Regions from separate parts of the Macaca mulatta genome. Here region 1 is linked to region 2. A link is a contact called in public Hi-C data. All regions are on one chromosome and are shown on one strand. The core of a region is the stretch at or near the end of the contact, and the rest is flanking DNA. Distances in the headings are between cores, read along the strand shown.

Evidence for each region. Hi-C and Micro-C count contacts between places; a contact is called where the count stands out from the background.
Region 1: a Hi-C map of fetal cortical plate shows a contact between it and region 2, with 1.6 times the contacts expected there. The contact joins two enhancer-like sites. A contact is called at or near these places in 2 of 14 Hi-C or Micro-C datasets (fetal cortex germinal zone and fetal cortical plate).

The regions. Positions count from the first base shown.
Region 1 is chr3:30,947,941-30,952,008 of T2T-MMU8v2.0, reverse strand. All of the region lies in intron 3 of LOC106997312 (a long non-coding RNA gene), which reads right to left. Among named protein-coding and RNA genes, the nearest start is that of MIR125B-2, 180 kb to the left of the region's middle. Within about 2 kb of position 2,343, at least 10 of the 40 cell types and tissues checked have an H3K27ac peak or open chromatin away from gene starts, as enhancers often do. A contact at or near this core is called in fetal cortex germinal zone and fetal cortical plate, where this site is marked.
Region 2 is chr3:30,879,279-30,883,131 of T2T-MMU8v2.0, reverse strand. The region is part of intron 3 of LOC106997312 (a long non-coding RNA gene); the gene reads right to left. Among named protein-coding and RNA genes, the nearest start is that of MIR125B-2, 250 kb to the left of the region's middle. Within about 2 kb of position 2,336, at least 6 of the 40 cell types and tissues checked have an H3K27ac peak or open chromatin away from gene starts, as enhancers often do. A contact at or near this core is called in fetal cortex germinal zone and fetal cortical plate, where this site is marked.

The DNA.
Region 1 (4,068 bases), core at 1,094-3,593, 69 kb before region 2:
CCCACTGTATACCCTGTGTGGTTCACTGTGAACTCCTGTTCATCCTTCATTCTCAGTCCAAGCATCTTTTTCCTGTAATATATTTCATAATGCCTCAGATAGCAATATAGCCATTTAACTACAATATAGAGTCGGTTGTCCTATGTTTTCACCACATTTCAACATGATATTGTATGTATTATCATGTCCGTCTCACCCCGAGTTTGTGAACTTCTTGATGACAGAGACAATATGAGGTTTTTTTATGTTCATATCCCCAGTTCTTAGTGAAATACTGAACACACAGTAAATACACAATAACTATTGAATTAAAAATACAAGTATAAAGTCATAACACAAGTCAGAATGTGAAAAATGCTGTATCTCTAATAATAGTTAGGTATGAGTTGAGAGAGAATATATAAAGATGGGAGAAACAGGAAAGGTTTTATGGTGTGCGTTGCACTTGAGCCAATCATAGAAGAATGCATAGAATTTGCAAACACAAAAATGGAAGGGAGAAAACTTTTAGCTTGGGGAATTGCATGATTGGTAACAGAGAGTTGAAAAAAATATTTGCTGTGTATGAGGAACTGGTTTGAATAGAGAATAAGGCCAAGAAAAAAAATCACAATAAATAAAGGTAGAAAAGTTACCTTAGAGAATAGATTCTTGGAGATCATGAATATCCAGTTAAAAGGTATAAAATTCATATTTTATCTCTAAGGAATAAAGTATGAATATATTGAAAAATTGTCTTCACACACACATATTGTATCAGGCAAGGGAACTATAATAAATTAAGTAGAAAAGTTAGCTTGGGAAAATATGGAAGTTCACATACAATGATTTTTCTCTAGGAAATATGGATATATTAAAAGATAAATAGATGATTCTGCTATAGTTTATATGAGTTTTATAGACATTGATATTGATATCCTGGCCAATTAAGACCAAACAATTAAATAGAATACAAACAGTGTAGAAGAATGATTTTGACAATCTGAATTTGGATAATTGAAATTCAGAGCACATAAAATTTTAGGAGACATAATCCACATAATTTGGTACCTGGCAAGGAAAAGGGGAAAGAAAAGGGAGAGAGATATCAGTCAAATAACCCATTGATTGGGCACCTCCTCTCTGTTACCTTGTACCATTAATTTGCTTCCCTTGTATAAGCCAGATAAGTTTACTGAAAATGAGGCCCTTCATTATCTATTTTGAAACTCTGCCACTCAGTTGAGGGTGTGGTTTATTTAAGTTAATCAACAAATTTTGAATGGATCTAACTACAGGTGAATAGTTAATAAGACTATGACTTATGTTAAGTTTACCAGTCTATGGTTTATCTTATGAAGGCTAGTCAAAAATCAAATCTGTACACTGTGCCTTTTGAAGACCTGGGACTATCGCATATAGCTCAATGGGTTCTTATAGCTCAGTGGCCCCTGCTGTTTAATCTTACTGAACATGGAAAACAAAATATGCCAGCTTGAGGAAGCACTCTCTTATTGTAACAGTAAATACACCGTTTTATGCTAAACATAGTGAGCCATACCATGTTTGCCAACAAATTATTCTTAGCAAAAGTAGCAACAATTGTGTATTTAAAGTTACCCCCCTAAAATACTGTTTGTCATTCAAATGATGAAACGTAAATTTAGAAAACCAAGGGAATTAAGATACTGAATCTTTTATGCCTTCTTTGTTATGTTTTCTCTTTGTGGAAAATAAACTGTGCTGTATAAAGTATCACCTTGAGAAAAAGAAATACAAAAGTATGTTGGCTGCCACTTTAAAAAAATTCTGTTAGCTACTTTTATTTGCACACTTGTTCCTTTTTCTTTCCTAATGGTTTTCATTATAATTTAAACATACAGAGAAATTACCTCCTGGAATATACTAATCTTGAATATTTCCTTGTTATGTCTAGAATAGATTATTACAAAGCTTTCTAAAAATCCTTGATATTTCTAAGGAAATATAGGAACTACCAACTATTTTGGTTCCCTCCCCCTTTTCTCTGTAAATTCTAAAGTAATTGGATAGCATTAGGCTAATAATTATCTAATTTGAATTTTTAAAATATCAAAGTAGTCAAGGAATTGTCTTTCTGCGATGTGGGGCATTGAAAGGAAACTTGTGAATTACTACCCTTTTTTTCTGTGTCTATACATGACAGGATCTACTGTTCCTACAGTTAATTCAGTCAAAGAAACCATTTGATCTGAATGTGTGACCGAATGACCAGTGGTTTGACTGAATTCACAGCCACCATGGCTGCTCTGCCCATGCGAGTCCACAAGGGCTTTGTTTGCTTGCTGGCAGTCTCTGCACAGAGAACACACAGCATATGCCAGGTGGCCATGTGTCTGAGGCAGAGGGAAGGGAGAACAAAGCAAAAAAAGATTCCATTTGGACAGAGATGCTTTAAGCCATCCGACTGCCAGTAACATATTAAAGAGAGAAGAAAATGCAATGATGCTTGAATATACTCAATAGTAAACAACTTTAAGCCTGAGCTTCAGATCACAAATCTCCCCTGCCGCTGCTGACATGCTCAGCTTGAGCGTGGTTGCAGGAGACAAAGGAACCTGCTCCAGGAAGAAAACAGAAGAGAAAATTCTCACCCTGATTTTAATCTATCTCAGATGAACGTTGAAGAACCAGCGATAGCATAACCATTGTATTCTCAGGTCAGAAACCTGTTCTGTTGAAGGTGAGAATAGAGGAAGAAGGTTCTAGAATGGCAAAAACGAGAACTCACTTTCCTGTCCACCTCTTTTTCCTTTGTGTCTACCCTCCATTTGGCATTTATCACACTGCTCACCACTGGCTTCCCAACAAACCGTGAAATGCAGAAGATAGATGTTAGTGCCGTCTCAGAAGTGTTGAGGGCTGCAAACTATCATTTTAGAAAGGCAGCAGGGCGATGTGAATTCCTTAAAAAGTGGAATATCATTTCTCATATACGTGTAATATTGCCCCCATTCCCTGCCTCATGATTTAGGATAAATTTTCTTTTCTGTATTATTTTCTCATTGCTTATTAATTGAGTAGCTGATACGGGCTAGATAGTGTGCTAGCAGCCTGATCTTCATGCAGTATTTTCAGTCTTCCCAGCAGTGCTACTGAGCCCCATTGTGTTCATCTTACAGATGGAAATACTGACATTCAGAGGAGTGAGTTAACTTGCCTGGGTGATTCAGCTAATAAGTGCAAGAAAGATTTAAATCCAAGGTGATTTGATTCCGAAGCCTGTGCTAATCACATTACACCAAGCTACAACTTCATTTATAAATAATAAGTCAGCTTTCAAGGGCCTTTCAGGTGTCCTGCACTTCTACAAGCTGTGCCATTTAGTGAACGCAAAAATGAGCCTTCTGACGAAGTAGTCTTTTCACTATTTCAGATATTAGAACACTAAAATTCTTAGCTGCCGGCTGATTCAAGACTGGGACAAAATTCAAACATGCGTCTACCCCAATGTATATCTCAATGTTAGTCCCCAAATTCTATTGATCTCAACTCAAGAGAACATAAAGAGCTAGTCTTTATACACTCTTTAAGGTATGATATCATCTGGAAATTAACAAAATTGATGCAAATTTGAATGAACTTTATCGTGGTGTATTTAAACAATGTGTTTCTTCTGCCTGGAATGTATTTCTTTCTCTAATTCCTTCCATTTGATCTTTCATATGTAATCTGGTTCTGATGTATGTCTTTTGGACACACTCTTCAATTCCAAAAGACAGAGCTAGTTACTTTCTTCCTGGTGCTCCAAGCACTGTATTTGTATCTGTATTCAAGCATTTTGCTATATTGTACTGGATCATTGTTTCACCTCTAGGATGGCTTCCCCAGGCAACTTGTGTTCACCCAGAGACTACATTTTGTATCTTGTTGACCTTTGAACTTCCACTAGTGTCTTAAAATAGTAGGTAGGCAAAATTACTTGCTATGAGAATGTATAATTAAATGATACAAAAAGGAGAAGCAAGCAGAGAAACACAGGTGTGTATATGTGTTTGTGTGTTTAAAAGGCAGTGTGGAAAAGGAAGAAATGTAATTTACAGTGAAGAG
Region 2 (3,853 bases), core at 1,087-3,586:
AGATGTCAGATTGTATCAGACTGATAACATTTCAACCAGGGATATTGAAATTAGAAATGATGCCATCCAGAATAAGCATCCATCTTGAAGTTCAAAGATCTGTTTTATAATCTAGCTCCTGTCACTCACTAGTTGTTGAGTTTGCATAGTCTTAATCACTGGCTCTTAGTTTCTTTTGATGCGATTGAGTTATCAAATCAGATGATCTATCAGTTCCTTTCTAGCCTTAAAATTTTCCAGTCTTTTAGAAGACCTCAATTCTACTTGGTAATGAAGAACTGATTAGGTATGGTAAAGTTGTGTTTAGCATTAGAGTTTTCTTCTGTCATTACTATTATATTAGATGATTTATCAAGGGTGGTTTTGGAAAATTATGTCTGAAAGTAGACAGTGGAAAAAAGGTTAAGAGAAATCCATTTGGTTTGGGGTTACCTGTTTATGTATATGAGTGTGTGTGTTATATGTGTGCATTTTGTATGTTCTTCTGTTTGTTTATTTTTTTGCCTCTTTTATGTTCTTTTGCATTTCTTACATTCAGAGTCTTTCAAGTGCCAAAAGAACCACATTTATGTGAAAGATTTTTTGGAGCATTATTGCCAACCTTCATTTGAAGCTGGAGTTTACAAAATCTTCACAGAGCCTATTTTAATGAGGTTTCCAGCTTTAATAAGAAGAGTGTGGTTGCTTAACTGAAATGACCTGCCAAAACTTTCTTAGGTTCATCCATGGTTACACTGAATATTAAAACTACTGAATAATAGATTGAAACAAGAGCATCAACATTCATCTAGAAAACAGAGCATTTTCGTCAACCTTTTACATTAAGAACAAGTCTTCTCAGAGCATATGTAGCAACAACTAATAATTCTTATTAAGCAACATTTACCACAGGTATAATTTGTGGTAGCTAATATTCTGTAAAATTGAATTTGCTTCAGAGTTTTGATTAAAATTATTCACTTCAGGCTCTGTGAATAAAAGAATGCTAGTAAAAATGAAGATTTCGCAAGTTGCTAAAACAAACTAGCTTTTGTTCTTGAAGTCTGAAAAAATACGAAAGCATATTTGTTTCCAGATGGAAGATAATTAACACAAAAAAAATCTGCTTTATCCATAAATATGGTTCCTTTTTAAATTTCAGTAAGTTCACCAAAATATATAAATTCCTTGGAACAAATTAAAGTAAAGCTGGTATTGGAGAAAAATTAAATAAGTTAGAACTAGTTTTTTTTTTCATTTTATTCAAATCATGGGAAAGATGTGTATTACAAGTTGAGAAATCATGTCTTTGTTAGTCTCATTATTTCTTTGTTCAAGGTGTTTGTTAGAATGAGAATCAGGCTGTCTATTGACAAAATTATGTGACAATCTGCATAATTATGTTGCATATGTGTGAAGCTAGTTATGAATGATTAGATTTTTGTTCAAAGTTAGAATGTCTTCATTTTATAAAAGCCAGTGACTGTGAAATGAATGGGATTTTTTTCATGGCAGCAAAAATATTTCCAAATTTCAGAATTAGACTGCCAGTATGAAAAGGACTTAGACTGAGTAACATTATTTACATCTATCCATTAATGATAGAAGCTAAATGAAAGAATTTGCATAAACACAACAGTATAAGTCACCACTAAGTATGGTGTAACTTAAATTATTTCTGTTCAAGTGCATTTAAAGTGTCAATTAATTGCCTCCATTTCAAATGCACACCTTTTCCCCAATTATCAAATTAAAATTTGAGCTGAATCAATGAGCACAATGATAGTTTAATTATATTAAACCACATGAAATAAACAGTGAGGAAGTGTTTGTGCAGATGGCCACCTGAGTCTGTCACCTCCAGGCATAGCCAATGACAAGTATCATTTCCTTGGTAAATAAAATCGCTTTATTTTACTGTCACTGCAGCATCTTTACTTTTAACAGAGAGGAGAATGGGTTGAGATAGAAAGATTTAAGGGAATTACAGAAGGAGAAATTGCAGACACAGATGTATTTTTTTTCTAAGGGCACCAGGTGTTTTAAATGCCACCAGAAGGGTGCTCCAGGCGATTCCGTGCTGTCCAAGATAGCTTGGCATAGATTATCTGAAAGCTTTTGTGTCTTTTCAGCTTTTGATTAAAGGCCAGTGTCAGGACTCCTCTGGGCTTTCGCTTGGTACAGTAAAGCCGAGGGATTTTTTTTTAAGCTGCTGCCAAAAAGATGCCAGTTAGGATAATTACATTTCAATTTAAATTGGTAATTTTATGAAAATTTAAACCAGAATATGTGTCACCCAAATCTCCTTACTTTCATTCCTCCCAAACATGCACACACACACCCCTCTTGTTTTGGGGGAGACAATGACAGCAGCCCACCAGAACCTTCCCATGACCCAGAGATATGTGCCAGGAATTAAACAGATGAGAGAAAATTGAACAGAGCCTGTTTTCTCCGTCCAAATGTATTTTCTAGCCTGGATTTAACACTAGTGTACATTGGAACCATCCCAGGGCATCCTAGCTTCTAGTATCTTTTTCCCGTGGACTCCAGCAAAAGAGGCTTTGGACCATAACTGTAGTATTTGAGACATTGTTTTCCATTCACAGTGAAGCTTTGTATTTGTTAACAGGATGTAGAAAAGGAATCAAACCTACTGAGAGTCTCTCACCCTCTTGGTGAAAGGACCAGGGACACAAGTGGCCAGATGAACCCTGAATTTTCTGTCTGCCACTTTCTTTTTCCAGGACACATACGCAAGCTTGGCAGCACCAACAAAGTGGAAGTAATGTTCCTTTGTTTAGAATGCAGTGTGTACGAACATTTACATAATAAAATACACACACAAATAACAGATGGTGAAGAGCCACTCATTTCGCCACATGTTGTAAGCACGATATCGTTCCTTGATGATCTCATTTCTCTTACTTCTGCCTACAGATGTCTACCAGCTATTTAACCTCAGAGGTTATTCAAATGGTGAAAGGTTTGAAGACAGGCACAAATCTGTCTACAGAATTTTCCTCTTCCATCAGGTACAAATGCCCTTTCTGGGTGGAGTTATCAATCCACAAAAATGCTATCTTCCGTCTAAAACACTAAACAATAAACTTCATTTCTCATGACACTTGTTGGGCAAACAATGTCTACGAAAGAGCACAATAAATACTGCCAATATGCTGACTTTGAAAGAGGTCTTTTCCCTTTAGCCTTTTGTTCTGAACGGAAAGTGTATTAATAATTTTGGTTATTAAGTGAATAGCCTTCTTTTATAGATGTGAGGAAGGGCCTTCGGAAATGAGTGGAAGTCTCCCGGATGCTGTTTGCTCACATGTCCAATCTGTAATTAGAGTTAAGCCTCAAATGTGTGGTAATAGATACGTTGTATAGATTTAACTGCCACTTCCCTCCCTAATTTACACTTAGATAACACTTCTCCTCCCAAAAGCACAAATTACATTCCTTTTAATTAGCTCCCAATGTACTTTGTTAAAGTACATTGAGAATGCGAATTACTAACCTATTAATTTATAAGCATACATTATTCAAAAGCACATAATCATTAATTAAATATCACAACACATAAGGAGGCAGAATTATCATACCCATTTTACAGAAATGAATGCCTATTAGATTATTTGGACTATGACTGATCCAGAATAAGAATCTGTGTTGATCTGTCTAGGATTCATTATTTTGTCCAAGAGGACATATCTTTGACTCAATTCTATTTCTTCTTATATAAAATGAATCATAATTTTTAAGCAAAAATCGTTTAAACACAAGTGATGAATTTAAATCAGTTAGCACTTTAGGGAAATCTCATGTTTTAACAAGTACATGTATCTTACATTTTATGTAGGAGAGTGTGTAA